Linked DNA regions of Hordeum vulgare: region 1 is linked to region 2. A link is a contact called in public Hi-C data. All regions are on one chromosome and are shown on one strand. Each heading gives the region's core, a stretch centred on a gene start, on an enhancer-like site or on the middle of the called end of the contact. The rest is flanking DNA. Distances are from core to core; before and after follow the strand shown.

The links. Hi-C and Micro-C count contacts between places; a contact is called where the count stands out from the background.
Region 1: a Hi-C map of seedling shows a contact between it and region 2, with 3 times the contacts expected there. The contact joins the promoter of LOC123450974 here to the promoter of LOC123450972 in region 2. A contact is called at or near these places in 3 of 6 Hi-C or Micro-C datasets (leaf, seedling and an unstated tissue).

What each region holds. Positions count from the first base shown.
Region 1 is chr4H:4,176,128-4,183,503 of MorexV3_pseudomolecules_assembly, forward strand. LOC123450974 (inorganic phosphate transporter 1-11-like) reads left to right here and starts at 4,549. Exons shown (of 2, transcript XM_045127984.1): 1 at 4,549-5,705; 2 at 5,858-6,365. The coding sequence starts at 4,549. The coding sequence ends at 6,365. It overlaps TRNAP-CGG (a tRNA gene), which reads left to right and starts at 794; the gene lies at 794-865.
Region 2 is chr4H:3,942,207-3,948,790 of MorexV3_pseudomolecules_assembly, forward strand. LOC123450972 reads left to right here and starts at 1,907. Exons shown (of 2, transcript XM_045127982.1): 1 at 1,907-3,592; 2 at 3,771-4,376. The coding sequence starts at 2,137. The coding sequence ends at 3,889. It also overlaps the pseudogene LOC123448347.

The sequences.
Region 1 (7,376 bases), core at 3,299-5,798, 240 kb after region 2:
CCCGTATTAGCGTACTAAAAATATTTTGTATTCCGTCAAGCCATTGGCCATATATATTGGCAAGATTTGTTGGTGGATACATATTTGACGCTATTTGGATGACTGGTCATGTGAAACGCGCAAATTTGCATTGAATTGATTGTCTCGTCATGAGTATAAAAAATACACGTCTTGCTTCCTTTCTAGTTGCGTCGAATGAGGTTGCCTTTAGTTAGCACAACTCCTCTCTGGAGATACCACATGAAAATATTAACTTTTAGTGGCATCTTAACTTTCCATATTTGGTTATCATTGTCCACTGGAATGTTTTTGTGCGAGACCGTACGATACATAGAGTCAACGGTGAAGGGCTTAGATGTAGTAAACACATCCCGTCCTTGTGTCAAGTTAATCGTATCCAGACAGGATAGAAGATGTTGTCGTGACACATGACGGGGGCCAATCAAACCCCTCCCGCGAATTTTGGGGGGCCCGACGATCCAGCACGGTATCCAACGGTCAGACCCGGTGGGGGGGGGGGGGTGATAGAGGAGCGGCAATAATGAATTTACGGTTTGCCCCGGAATAGATGAGCTTGGAATCAGCTATCCCCGGGTACATCCTGCACAGGCTTTTCTTTCTGCTTAGCTTGTGTCAACCCGGCATGTACATTTTACTTGGATTTCCATCTTCCCTGCAACAAGTGCCTAATAGCTATTCACTATCTTCTTCCTAGCTCATCAACGGGATGACATAGGCAAATAATATGTGGGCTCCTAATTAAATTTGTCGGCCACTGACCACTAACAAAATCGGGTGTTTGGTCTAGTGGTATGATTCTCGCTTCGGGTGCGAGAGGTCCCGAGTTCGATTCTCGGAACACCCCCATTTTGTTTATTATTTGTGTTGGTATTGTTGGCGGTTGGACCGAATCTGCCAACAGTTCAGCCAAATTTGACCGAAATTTATCAGGGCTGCCTTTTTGTTTTTCCTTATTCTGATTCGGAACGAGGCCGCTGCATCGATCGACTAATGGACGCATGCAGCCATGGTGCTTTCCACATGTGAATCCAGCATGCAATAACGGATGTCAACAGGTCCTTGTGCCGTACGTGGTTGCGTTGCGTCAAACTAAATGCTGATGACTCTATTTGAATGGTGGTGAAAAACATTATTACCAACAGAATAAATATGCCTACTATGAAAATATCCGTCATGCTTCAAAAGAGTGAGCATTATATATTAGACTAGCTAGCCTCCTTGGCTCCAGGTGAAGGCATGAGATGCATGCATGATCTCTCTTCTTTCTGCTCTAGCGTACGAGCATTCGACTTGACTAGCAACAACTCACCAAGCCCTGAGTTATCACTTCTTTAGGAGGCATAACAAGAGACGAGGTCGCTATGACAAATCAACGACGGCGTTGTACGTTAGCAGAAGGCCCCAACACTGACAAAAATCTATGAGAATTTGAAGGGTTGTGGCTGGGAAATAACGATATTCACAGTTGTGCGTGGAACCCCTATTAGCGTCTATAGTTAGGTTGAGTAGATCCTTCGTGTGTTCTGGCCTTGTGCTTGTGGGTAGTATAGCTGAAAGGGAATTCAAAACTCACATTTGTTCTTATATTTTTACCCTTATATGTTCCCTCAAATTCAAAAAAAGAACGTCAAAGCGCGTACTTTAAATCCTTAAAATGGTAAAAAAAAATCAAGTTCATGGTGATGTTGTGCATGTGTGAATCCTAAATCTTTTTTATTCATCTTCCAAAGGGAAAGAGTAGATCTAAAAATGGTTGAAAAAGGTCAAGGTTTTTTTATTCATCTTTAGGCCTTTAGTCCTTTCACTCATGAGTACTCCTACAAGGGCTCTAATGGGCTGGCCCATTAATGTTCATTTTTTCATAAATAAAAGTTATTTTCGTTTCAAAGCAATTTGATGTTACCAAAATATATCAACTAATGTATTATGAAAATAAAGAAAAATAAAATTATTATGAATGTTTAAAAGTGTACGTGTATTTAAAATGTATAAAAAGAATTAATATTAACCAGTTTTAAAATAATGTTCATCAATTAATAAAGTTTCACGGATTTTAAGAAATTCTATTAATTTAAGCAATATTGATGAATTTTAGTTTTTATTAATTTATCAAAATATTTAAATTTTACATATGTCCACAAAGATTAAAAAATATTATTGTATTAAAAAGAAGAAGAAGAAAAATAAACAGAAAGAGGAGAAGAGAAATGAAATGGTAACTGAAATGTTGGAGCAAATATGAAAAAACATACCTAAAAGAAAAGGAAATAGAAAAAAATGGCAGAACGGTTGAAAACACAAGAAAATACACAAAACAATTACACCTATGTAATTCGTCCATCTTGGTAAGAATAGGAGAAATTTCATTTTACCCATTCATAAGTATACAATACAGGCCCAAAAACATAATAGGGAGCAACTATCTAAGCAGCGCTCCTTTTGGAGCCTCCTAAGTCTCACTATCAGGCGCCATCATTTGGCGTGTTCTATGGATTTTATTTTATTTTGCATGTGTTTTCGACTTTTTAGATGATTTTTTTCTAATTATTTTGGTGTTTTCGTTTTTCATTGGTCTTTCTTAGCTTATGGACGAAAAAAAATCTAAAAACAATTGCGTGACAAAACACGTTTTTTTCTTCCTCGAGAGACACGGTTTTGCTTCTACGAGAGCCATCGTGCCTCTCCGAAACAAAAAAAAACGTGTTTTTCCTTCCTCGAGAGGTGCATTTTATCTTCCGCAAGAGGCATGGTCGTGATTCCTGGAAACAATAAAATGTGTTTTCTTTTTTTCCCTTTCTCTAGAGGCACAGATTTGCTTTCGCGACTGTGCCTCTAAAAAAAAGAACATACTTTTTTTTCTTTGAGAGGCACAATTTTGCTTTTGTGAGAGGCACGATTTGCTTCCGCGAGAGGCACGGCTGTGCCTCTCCAAAAAAAAGGGTGTTTTCTTTAGAGGCATAGTTTTTTCGTGAGTTTTCTTTTCTTCAAAATCTATCAACACGGGATCTAGTTTTAAAGATCTCGACGCGAGGAATCCTACGATGAAAAAGACTCAAGATTTGAACACACGGTTTAAGAAAAAAATATTTTAAAATAACGGATCTACGAAAATTAACTCACCGATTGCGACAAGTGGCACACATGCAAATGCGTCACTTGTCGCAAGCTGAGGAGGTGGTACCGACCTTTGAAAAAGTACTTCTTAATTAATGATTTCGAACAAAATAGGCTAGGCTGTTTGAGGCATGATGGATGTGGGTGCTCCTATTCTGCACCTTCTGCTCCATGTTATACATATAATGCGCATGTCAATTGACATGGGCTGACCCAATAACTTTCTCACTCACGCTCTTGTTCTTTTTCTTTTTGCTCGCCTTATTTCCGCCCCTCCGTTATCTGGAGAAAAAGGCTGCCGGTTTTCTTGTTATTTCAGGAGAAAAAAATGATGAAACCAGAACGCAAAAAATGTTCCTGATGTCAAATATATTGGTGAATTTGAAAAGTATTACCAAGACATTGACAAAGGTGCGAAACAAGATTTGCCAAAATATAATACAAGGTACGACACGAATCTCAATGCTGATGATCCAATGGCCATGAACTTGACCAAGACTTTGCTAAACCTCAGTTGACCGACTGACTGAGGTCTAGCCAAACAGTCTTTCTTATTACCACACACGACTTATGATTCAGACAGTTGGCCTGCAACCGTTGAAAAACAAATTAAGTCTTATACAGCTGGCCGGCCTCTCTTAATTCTTACGGCACCTACCTACGTACGTACCGCCGACCAGCAAGGGGGTCGACCGGATGTGGAATATCCCGCCAAAATGACACATTTTTGCCCCTAGTTACCTTCGCTCCTGCCATGTCGAGGTGCGTTCCCCAGCACTAGCCTCCAAGTAAATTTCACGAGGGAGACAAAATAAGCACATGCATCGCTTCCTCTCATTCTAAATATAAGATCTTTTAATGATTTCATCATGAACTACATACGATATAAAATGAATGAATCTACACATAAAATTATGTCTATATATATATATATATATATATCTGTATGTAGTCACCGATGAAATCTTTAAAATGTCTTATATTTAGGAACGGATGGAGTAGATGGAACGGCTGCTTCCGTCATGTATACTTTATTTTTCGTCTTTGCCAAGGGTATTATTCTGTCGTGTGTGTTTGTCCATGTGTGTTACTTAATTTGTAAAAGTATGCCCGTGTGTGTTGAGTCGATGAGAAATGTATGACCCGAGTCGTGCGCGGAATATGCTGCATGCCAGCCAACCAGCACGAGGCAGACGGAGCCTACGAGCGACGACGACAGTTTTCCCTCGTTGCCGCCGTCCTCCGGTTCATCGTCATTATCTCCGGCCAGACCACAGTTATAAGAACCACGGCGAGCAAGCAGCCAAGCACGGAAGTTGAGTTGAAAGTTAATTGAGACACACACACGGTCTCATTCTCGTCTCATAAAAGCGCCCTATATCGAGAGAGGGGAGGAAAAAGTTTGGGACGAAGATGGCGGAGAATGGGGCGGCGGGCGGAGGAGGGGGGCAGAACCTTGCCGTGCTCGACGCGCTGGACTCGGCGCGCACCCAGATGTACCACATGAAGGCCATCGTGATCGCCGGCATGGGCTTCTTCACCGACGCCTACGACCTCTTCTGCATCACCACCGTCTCCAAGCTGCTGGGCCGCCTCTACTACCCGGACACCAACCTCGGCAAAAACCCGCCCATGCCCGGCACCATGCCCGTGCGGATCAACAACATGGTCACCGGCGTCGCGCTCGTCGGCACCCTCATGGGCCAGCTCGTCTTCGGCTACTTCGGGGACAAGCTCGGCCGCAAGCGCGTCTACGGGATCACGCTCGTCCTCATGGCCGCGTGCGCCATCGGCTCCGGCCTCTCCTTCGGGAGGGACCCCGGCGCCGTCATCGGCACGCTCTGCTTCTTCCGCTTCTGGCTCGGCTTCGGCATCGGCGGGGACTACCCGCTATCCGCCACCATCATGTCCGAGTATGCCAACAAGAAGACCCGTGGCGCCTTCATCGCCGCCGTGTTCGCCATGCAGGGCGTCGGCATCATCTTCGCGGGGCTCGTCTCCATGATCGTCTCCGGCATTTTCCTCCACTACAACCCCGCGCCCACGTGGAAAGAGGACAAATACTACTCAGTTCAAGATCAGAAGCCCGCGGCGGACTACATGTGGCGCATCGTGCTCATGCTCGGGGCGTTCCCGGCGGTGGCCACCTTCTACTGGCGGATGAAGATGCCCGAGACCGCCAGGTACACGGCCCTCATAGAGGGAAACGCCAAGCAGGCTACCAACGACATGCAGAAAGTGTTGGAGATTCGCATCGACGAGGAGCAGGAGAAGGTCGCCAAGTTCAGGGCGGCGAATGAATACTCTCTGTTGTCCATGGAGTTCGCCCGGCGTCACGGCTTGCACCTCATCGGCACCACAACCACCTGGTTCCTCCTCGACATCGCCTTCTACAGCCAGAACCTGACACAGAAGGACATCTTCCCAGCCATCAAACTCACCGGCGGCGCAGACACCATGAACGCCCTGAGAGAGGTGTTCGTGATATCACGAGCCATGTTCCTCATCGCCCTCTTCGGCACTTTCCCTGGCTACTGGGTCACCGTGGCCCTCATCGACAAGATGGGAAGGTACGTATCTACTGATCCCTCCATTTCATAATTAATTATGAAACGGAGGAAGAATATATATGCAGACGCATGCAGTCCATGCGCCACCGACCGACTTGGTTTTACATTTAGACATCATTTGAACATCCGGCCGTAAACTGATTGCATTGCAGGTACTTGATCCAGCTCCTTGGTTTCTTCATGATGTCCCTCTTCATGCTAGTGATGGGCATCAAATACGAATACCTCAAGAGCAACGGCCACGCCCTCTTCGCCATCCTCTACGCGCTCACATTCTTCTTCGCAAACTTCGGACCAAACAGCACCACCTTCGTGCTGCCGGCCGAGCTATTCCCGACGCGCGTCCGCTCCACATGCCATGCCATCAGCGCGGCCTCGGGCAAGGCGGGCGCCATCGTCGCCGCCTTCGGGGTGCAGACCCTCACCCTCAAGGGCGACCCCAAGCACATGAAGCAGGCGCTCATCATCCTCTCTGTCACCAACATGCTCGGCTTCTTCTTCACCTTCCTCGTCCCCGAGACGATGGGCCGGTCGCTCGAAGAGATCTCCGGCGAGGACGGCAACGTCGCTGGCGCGGCCGCTGGGCATGTCGATAAGGATGTTGAAAAGGCCCCTCCTTCAAGCACCGAATGGCAGCCGCCATCGTCGATGAATGCATGATGAGAATTTTATCTTCTATACCAACTAGCGAATTGGAAAAGGGACAAGAATAATGGCAACCAGCTGCATGATGCTACATAAGTTGCCAGGTAGTACTTGCTTTGAGAGTTTTATCTACGGGTATATTGCACTATTGCTTGTGTGTGATACCATTGTATTAAGGTTGTATTGGATTTTATGTGTGGATGTATGACCATTGGCTTGGGATTTCCCTTCTCAATAATCGTCAATATATATGTACCGCTACATATAATCATGTCAAGTTTACAGAATTAATATAACCATGTCAAGTATGCATCTGTGTTTCTTTTCCATTTCCTTTTTTGCGCGACAGAGATAAATTATATTACATCTCTATAAGTTAAGGAACTGGTATTTTTCTCGTTCCCAAATCTCCAACCGAGCAGTTAGAAGGAGCAAACTACAAAGATTGTACTCACCACAGTACGATACTCAAATAGCGTTACACATTCATTGTTGGTAAAAAAAACATTGGCGACAGAAAGGGGTTGTCACCTATGGTGCTGCCAGGAAAGGTCTTTGCTGACAGATATTTCTGCTTGGATATTGTATGAAGGAAGAGAGAAGAAACTTACACCAACTAGTGCCCCTTAGTGATTTTGGTGGTTTGAAGACTTATAGGTTAAGTATCTAATATGTTTGTGAGTATACACAGGATCTATAAGTCATTGAGGAGTTTGAGATATTTGAAGAATATCGACCCCTAAAAATATATGTCTTCATTTGAAGAAATTGGTCTGAAGCTGAAGAAATGAATCACGAGGAATCTGCGATGAAATTGATATTCCTCATGAAGATATTGATATTGAGAAGATCGGTGGTTCCTGAAGAAAATCATTTTGAAGAAATTGAAGCGTGAAGATTTACGTTTTCTGTTTTACTTTCTTCGCATTTGATGAATAGGAACACCGTACTGTTAAAGGGGGTCAAAGTAACGCTATGGAATGAATTTCCTCATGATGCTCAACCCAAGCCAAAATCCTACCAAAA
Region 2 (6,584 bases), core at 657-3,156:
TCGATCTTATTTTCGTGAAATCATCAATATTTTTGAAAACCATGAACATTTTTTTAAACTCGTGAGCATATCTGAATTCGTCAACATTATTCAAATTCGTTCACATTTTTACAATTTTTTGAACATTATCTAAGATCATGACTATTTTTTTTGAATTCATGCAAATTTTATACTATTTGCAAACATTTCTTTTAAAATTTTGAATATTTTTGGAATTTTTTTTTGAATAGGCGAACATTACTAGAATCGAAAACATTTTTTAAAAAGTTTTTGACGGAACAATTTCTGAAATTCACGGACATTGTTTTTGATTTAATAAATAATTTTTTAATATATGATCATTTTTTGAATCAGCGAACATTTTATGAATCAATAATCTATTTTGTAAGTCACAAACAATTTTTGAATTTCTAGGATATTTTTCAATTCATGATTTTTTTTGAATTGGCAAAATGTTCTACAATTTCATCAACCTTTTTTAATACACGAAAGATTCTAAAAGTTCATTACATTATTTTTTTATTTCCCAAACATTTGCTTGCCAAATTGCAAATATTTTTTGAATATGTAATGTTTTTAAATTGCAAACATTTCTGAATCCACGGACATTTATTAATTATTAAACATTTTATTTCAAAAATATCATTCTTTCATTTTCGGATTTTTCTGATATTATAAATTATTTAAAAGAGAAAAACGAATATGCAAAAGGAAAATGAAAAATAAAAAACGAAATTTCAAAACAGGCCGTGTGGACGTGCAAGAGTGTTGTGTCTTTTCCTAGCGTGCAAAGTGCAGTATAGAAGGTTCTACTGCATGGCCCGGCCCAGGCGGGGATTCTCCCATGTGAAACATTTTTTATCACTTGGTGAAATCACTTTAGTGGCAATTTCGGTGACGTACGGTCAGAAGCAATAGTCTCTTTATTATTAGGTACTAGTAAAAGTGTCCGTACGAGTAAACCTACAACGGAGGGGTATCGAGGTAGATACCCGCTGTCCGGTCTGCCAAAGACGCGACGAAGACGGGAGCCACCTTCTCTTCCAGTTAAAGGCGCAAAATAGCTATGGCGGAACCTGGGGGTAGAGGAGGTGAGGCGTGCATGCATATTACTTCATGATCCGAAGGAGGTGATACGGGTGATGCTAGTTGGATCTCTTGCACAGACGACAACCGTCATAGCACTGCTGTGGAGCTGGTGGAATGACCGCAACAAATTCAAAGTGGACCAGACTCGGATCAACATACAAATGCTGGGCTGGCAGACACGACGTACAGCCGAGGAGTATATGGAGTTCTTTGGCGGGAGTAAGCAGAACCAGTAACGAGAGATCACTAAATGGACCAAACCAGCAGAAGGTATTCTGAAAATTAACTCTGATGGTAGCTACCAGAGGGACACCTCGACAGGAGGGTGGGGGTTTATTATCAGGGACCATGAAGGCGATATTGTGGTCTCGGCAGCGGGGCGGGTAAACAATGTCTACGATGCACTACAAGCTGAAGCGGAGGCATGCATCCGTGCTATCTATAAGGCGCAGGAGTTAGGCATCGGCAATGTGGTGCTGGAAACATATGCTTCCACGTTGGTCTCGGCGATCAAGACATCAAGATATGATCTGGCTACAAATGGAAGTTTGTTCCAAGAGATTAAAGCTTTTGTTTCTTTAAACTTTATTTCTTTCGACATAGTTCATCGCCCACGGGCTTGTAATAAGGTTGCAGACGCTCTCACGATGCATGGGTCGAAGATGGTGTTTGAACCCCAAGCCGTATGGCCGGGTCTTGCTCCTACCTTTGCCAAAGGTATAGTTGCCGCCGACTCTGGCTGGCGTGCTGCTGATTAATGGAATGAAATGTTCCCAGTTCAAAAAAAAAATTACTCTCTTCCCAGCACCAGCAGCAGGAGGCGGCGGCGGAGTCCTGCGTCGATCCCCTTTTACTCCGTCTCCCACTGCAATTCGTCTCCATCTCGAATCGATCTCCCCACCCAACTCGGATCAATCGCGCCAATCCACCACATAAATCCATCCACGCAGACCCAGCCAAGACGAATCAACGATTGATTTGCGATCCATCCTTGAACAAGGCAATCGTTTTGGGATCGATTGACGGCAAGCCTGGGAGGGAGGATCGATGGCACCTCCCGATTACGGCTACGGCTACCCCGATAGCGATAGCGACGGCGAGGACGAGGAATCGGTCGAGGAGATGGCTCCTCCCGCCTATGGCTATCCCGACGGCGGCGAGCTGCCACCGTTCGTCCTCATCGACCCACGCGCCTACTTCGTCGACCGGGACAACGCCACCACTGCCGTCTGCGAGATGGAAGGCCCCAGCCTCACGGGCCGCCTCAAGGTCACCTTCTGCGCCGTCGCCCCGCCCCTCGTCTCCTATTTCTGCGTCCACACCTCCCACATGGACCACACCGAGTTCCCCGTCACGCCCCACATCCTCGCCACCGAGACCGACGGCGGCCTCGTCCTCCTATGCCTCGCCACCGGCAACCATCACACCGATCACTGGTATCCCCGAAATCGCCATTACTTCGTCTACGACGCCCTCTCCCGCAAACTTGACCAACTCCCCGGCTTCCAACACAAACTCAACGGGCCCTCGCTCGCCATCATGCGCAAACCCAACAAATCCTCCAAAAACACCACCAACCACAACGACTTAACCCTCCGATCCCACCACTTCGCCCTACACCCCCGTCCCCATGGACATGGAGAGGCGGAGATGGAGGCGGATCGCCACTTCGCCCTACGCCCCCATGGACATGGAGAGGCCGAGGCGGATCGCCACTTCGCCCTACGCCCCCATGGACATGGAGAGGCCGAGGCGGAGGCAGATCACTTCGTCGTTGTCGCACGAGCTTACTATTTCTGGGGTGAAAAATCTCCTAACCTCTGCATCTATGACTCTGCTACCAAGACCTGGAGCAACAAGCCGGTGGTCATGGGTTCATGTACAGGAACACACTTGACAAACAAGACACTCACCATCGGAGGAAGCAATGGCACCGTTGCTTGGGTGGATCTCTGGCGCAACATCGTCTTCTGCGACGTTTTCGCCAAACGCCCCAAGCTCAGCTGCCTGAAGCTGCCGACCACACCCGACACGATGTGGCCACGTATCGAGGCAAGGTCTGTTCGCGACATTGCGGTCGTCGGCGACACCATCAAGTACGTTGACATGCAGCCTCAACCGGGCACCAGTGATTGGATGGTCACAACGTGGAGCATCAAGAAGGCCCGTCGGTCCTGGCCCAAGGAATGGCGCATGGAAGGCAAGCTCGATTCCACCCATATAAAGGTTGATGCAGCTCGTGCCGCCGCTACCTTGCCAACATTGTCGTCTCTTTGCGTTGGCATGCCCACACTCAGCCTGCAGAAGCAGAACAATGATGCCATTGTTTACTTCCTCGCCAAGAATAGCTTCAGCCCAATGGAACGCACAGCTTGGGTGCTTGCTGTCGACATGGAGAACGAGACTGCCGAGCAAGTGGTGGAGTTCCCTGCTAAGAGGACTTATTGTTTAGCCAAGGGCTACGACGCAAGCAGGATCTCCGCATATCTCCAACCCGCTCCAGGTAACCCCTGCTTCTCTTGTGACACACATGCTTATCAAGTTTGGGTCTTTTTCAGTAGTCTTTCAGCACGGAGATTTTATATATAGAATGGTTAATTGTTGTATTAGCGCTAGTTGTTTGTCGACCGGTTCTTCTTTCCCAAACTATTACTGAAGAAACCTGGAATTTGACATCCCAGGTACACAGCAAACATCTAAACGACCAGGGGTGCCGCTGCTGAAATGCCCTAGCAAGAAGCATATTAAAGATGTTGAAGATCCTGAAGAAGACGACGCCATGGTGATTTCTTATTCGTGAGGTTGCATGGAAGCTGTATGTCCTAAGATTGGTATCAATGGTGGGGGTAGTAGATCATCATGCCTCCTGGTCTGCCCCTTCTTTTGCCTGTCTTTTATTTATTTTAGGATTATGGCCCTCTAGACCCTGTCCAGGAGTTCCTTTCTTCATTGTCTCACCGCCTACTATACCCTACCGGCTTCAGGTTGCATGGAAGCTGTTTTGCCAGAGATTGGTGCTGGGTATCAATGGATGGTCGAAATAGGCTTTTGCCCCGCTTTATAGATCAAGCAACTCGGTATCAATGGATGGAGGGGGAGTAGTGGATTATATGTCTGCTGGTCTGCTCCTTCCTTTGCCTGTCTTTTATTTATCTTAGGGTTATAATTATGGCTCTCTAGACCCTGTTCTGGAGTTCCTTTCTTCATTGTCTTATCGCTACTCTACCCTACCGGCTTGTTTATCATACGAGCTTGTATTATTAGAACTCTGTATGAACTATATATTATGTCAGTTGTGCTACCCCTTTATGTTTTCTGTTGCCCGCGGCTGTCTTCGTGTGCATCATAACCTGCGGAATTGGTTGTTAACACCATAACCCTATGGAGAGTTGGCTGAGTATTGTTTCTGACATGTGTTTGCCAGTGACGCAAAATCTCCGTTTGGATGGGTGGGGAATTTTATCAAAATTTTGAGCCATGTAGAAAGTGTTTATTGTGATACCAGATTTGTTTGTTTGTGCTTGCAACCAGTCATTTTTCTATCAGAATTGGTTAGCTGCTTTCTCATTTTCTTGGCCTGTGCTAGGAGTCACTCGGGCTGTGGCCGGGGGTTTATATCTTCTTCTACTTGTTGTTTTAATATCTTGAATGTTATTCAGCATGTAAAAGAAGGAAGATTTTGTGTTTTTGCTTGGAAACATACCGTCAGTTGCTCTTCCTGCAGCTCTGAATGCCTGGAGACGGGCAACACCGTCAGTGGATGATGATCTTCAGACTAATTAGAAATCATTAAGCTTGTTGATTGAAATTGTAATGTGAAACCCGTCTCTGTTTCCAATCAAAAGGGCCTCTTTGGTACACGGGATTCTGAAAGCATAGGAAAGGACAGACACAAGAATATGATAGACATACAAGTGCAAAACAGAGGACTTCTTTTAGAAAATATAGGAATTTTGTAAACTTACATGTTTGACAGAAATAAGAAAAACGCATGAATCCTGGTAAATACTGGAGAAAATGCATTTTAGAAACTTGCATGTTTGTCAAATCAAAGGCAAACCCACATGGAAAATTATACGTGCTTCATCTCTAGTAGGAACTATAAAGAGGTCCAAGTGGATCGTACAATAATATCCAGCGGGGCAAGGGAGTTCAGCTGGTTATTCTAAGGAAATAACATATGGCTGGTCCATTCATATGATATTACAGGGCGCCTTATTACATACTAGCGGCAGAAGGTTGTTCCAGCTCGTAGCAAGTGATGGTGTCCTGACTCCGTGTCGCCATGGAGGGGTCTCTTCCTGCTGGCATCATCCTGTTGATGCTAAGCTTCATCTCCACTGCAGTGCACCACAGCTTGCTCAGTGCCCTGTCGGTGAACCGAAAGTAAGCCTTCCTTGCGACCGCGCTGCATATGAAGGTGGTGAATACAACCGAAAGTAAGCCTTCCTTGCGACCGCGCTGCATATGAAGGTGGTGAATACAGTGGAGATTCCGAACGCAAACCCGAGCAGTGTAAATAGACATGTCAGCGTGTCAAATCTGAGTTGAAGTTTATGGTTTTGGTGTCTGTTACTCTCAGGTACACAGATTCTGGAAAGTGGAGGCCCGCAAAGATTTTCGTTTCCCAAGTAGCTGAGATTATCAAAAGTGCTCAATTGATTTCCATACGGTATCTGCCCTGAGAGATCATTGTAGGACAAATTCAGGTAGGACAAATATGGTACTGACGCCAAGCTGTGAGGAACTGGACCTGATAGTTCATTCCATGAGAGATCGAGTGACTCTAAATCGACCAAATTCCCCAGTTCAGCAGGGATACTTCCTCCAATGTGGTTCTTTGACAGATTCAATAACCGTAATGTAGATAGAGATACTATTTCACTTGGAATCTCACCAGTTAACTGGTTTGCGGAGAGATCAATTCCGGTAAGCAGGAACAGTGTTCTCTCAAAAACAATAACTTGACCTTTCCACGTTGCCTCCAAGGCATCTGTGTACACAGAAAAGTAAGCACCCCCGAGACCATAAACCTTGAACTGAACGGAAGACGATGATATCTGGTAAAGATTGCGCAAGTGTAAGGCTGTTAAATTTCCCAGGAAACGTGGTATAGGGCCAGATAGTTTGTTGTTATGAAGATCCAAATATTGCAGAGCAGGAAGTTGGGACAATTCTTCAGGTATTTCACCAGAAAACTGGTTGGACCCTAAACTCACAAATATCAGAGATTTTATACTGTCACCTATCCATTTTGGGATGTTTCCTGACAAATTATTTTCTGCAAGATCAAGGAACATCAACGTTTGACATGACTGCAATGAGATCGGCAATTCTCCAGATAAGCTGTTCTTGCTAAGATGCAGTGACATGAGGGAATTTAGAGAACCCATGGTAGATGGTATTACTCCCCACAAGTTATTGCTTGAAAAATCTATGACATGCAGTTCCGATTCCTTCAGCCAACAGTTGGGAAGCTCTCCTGAAAGGTTGTT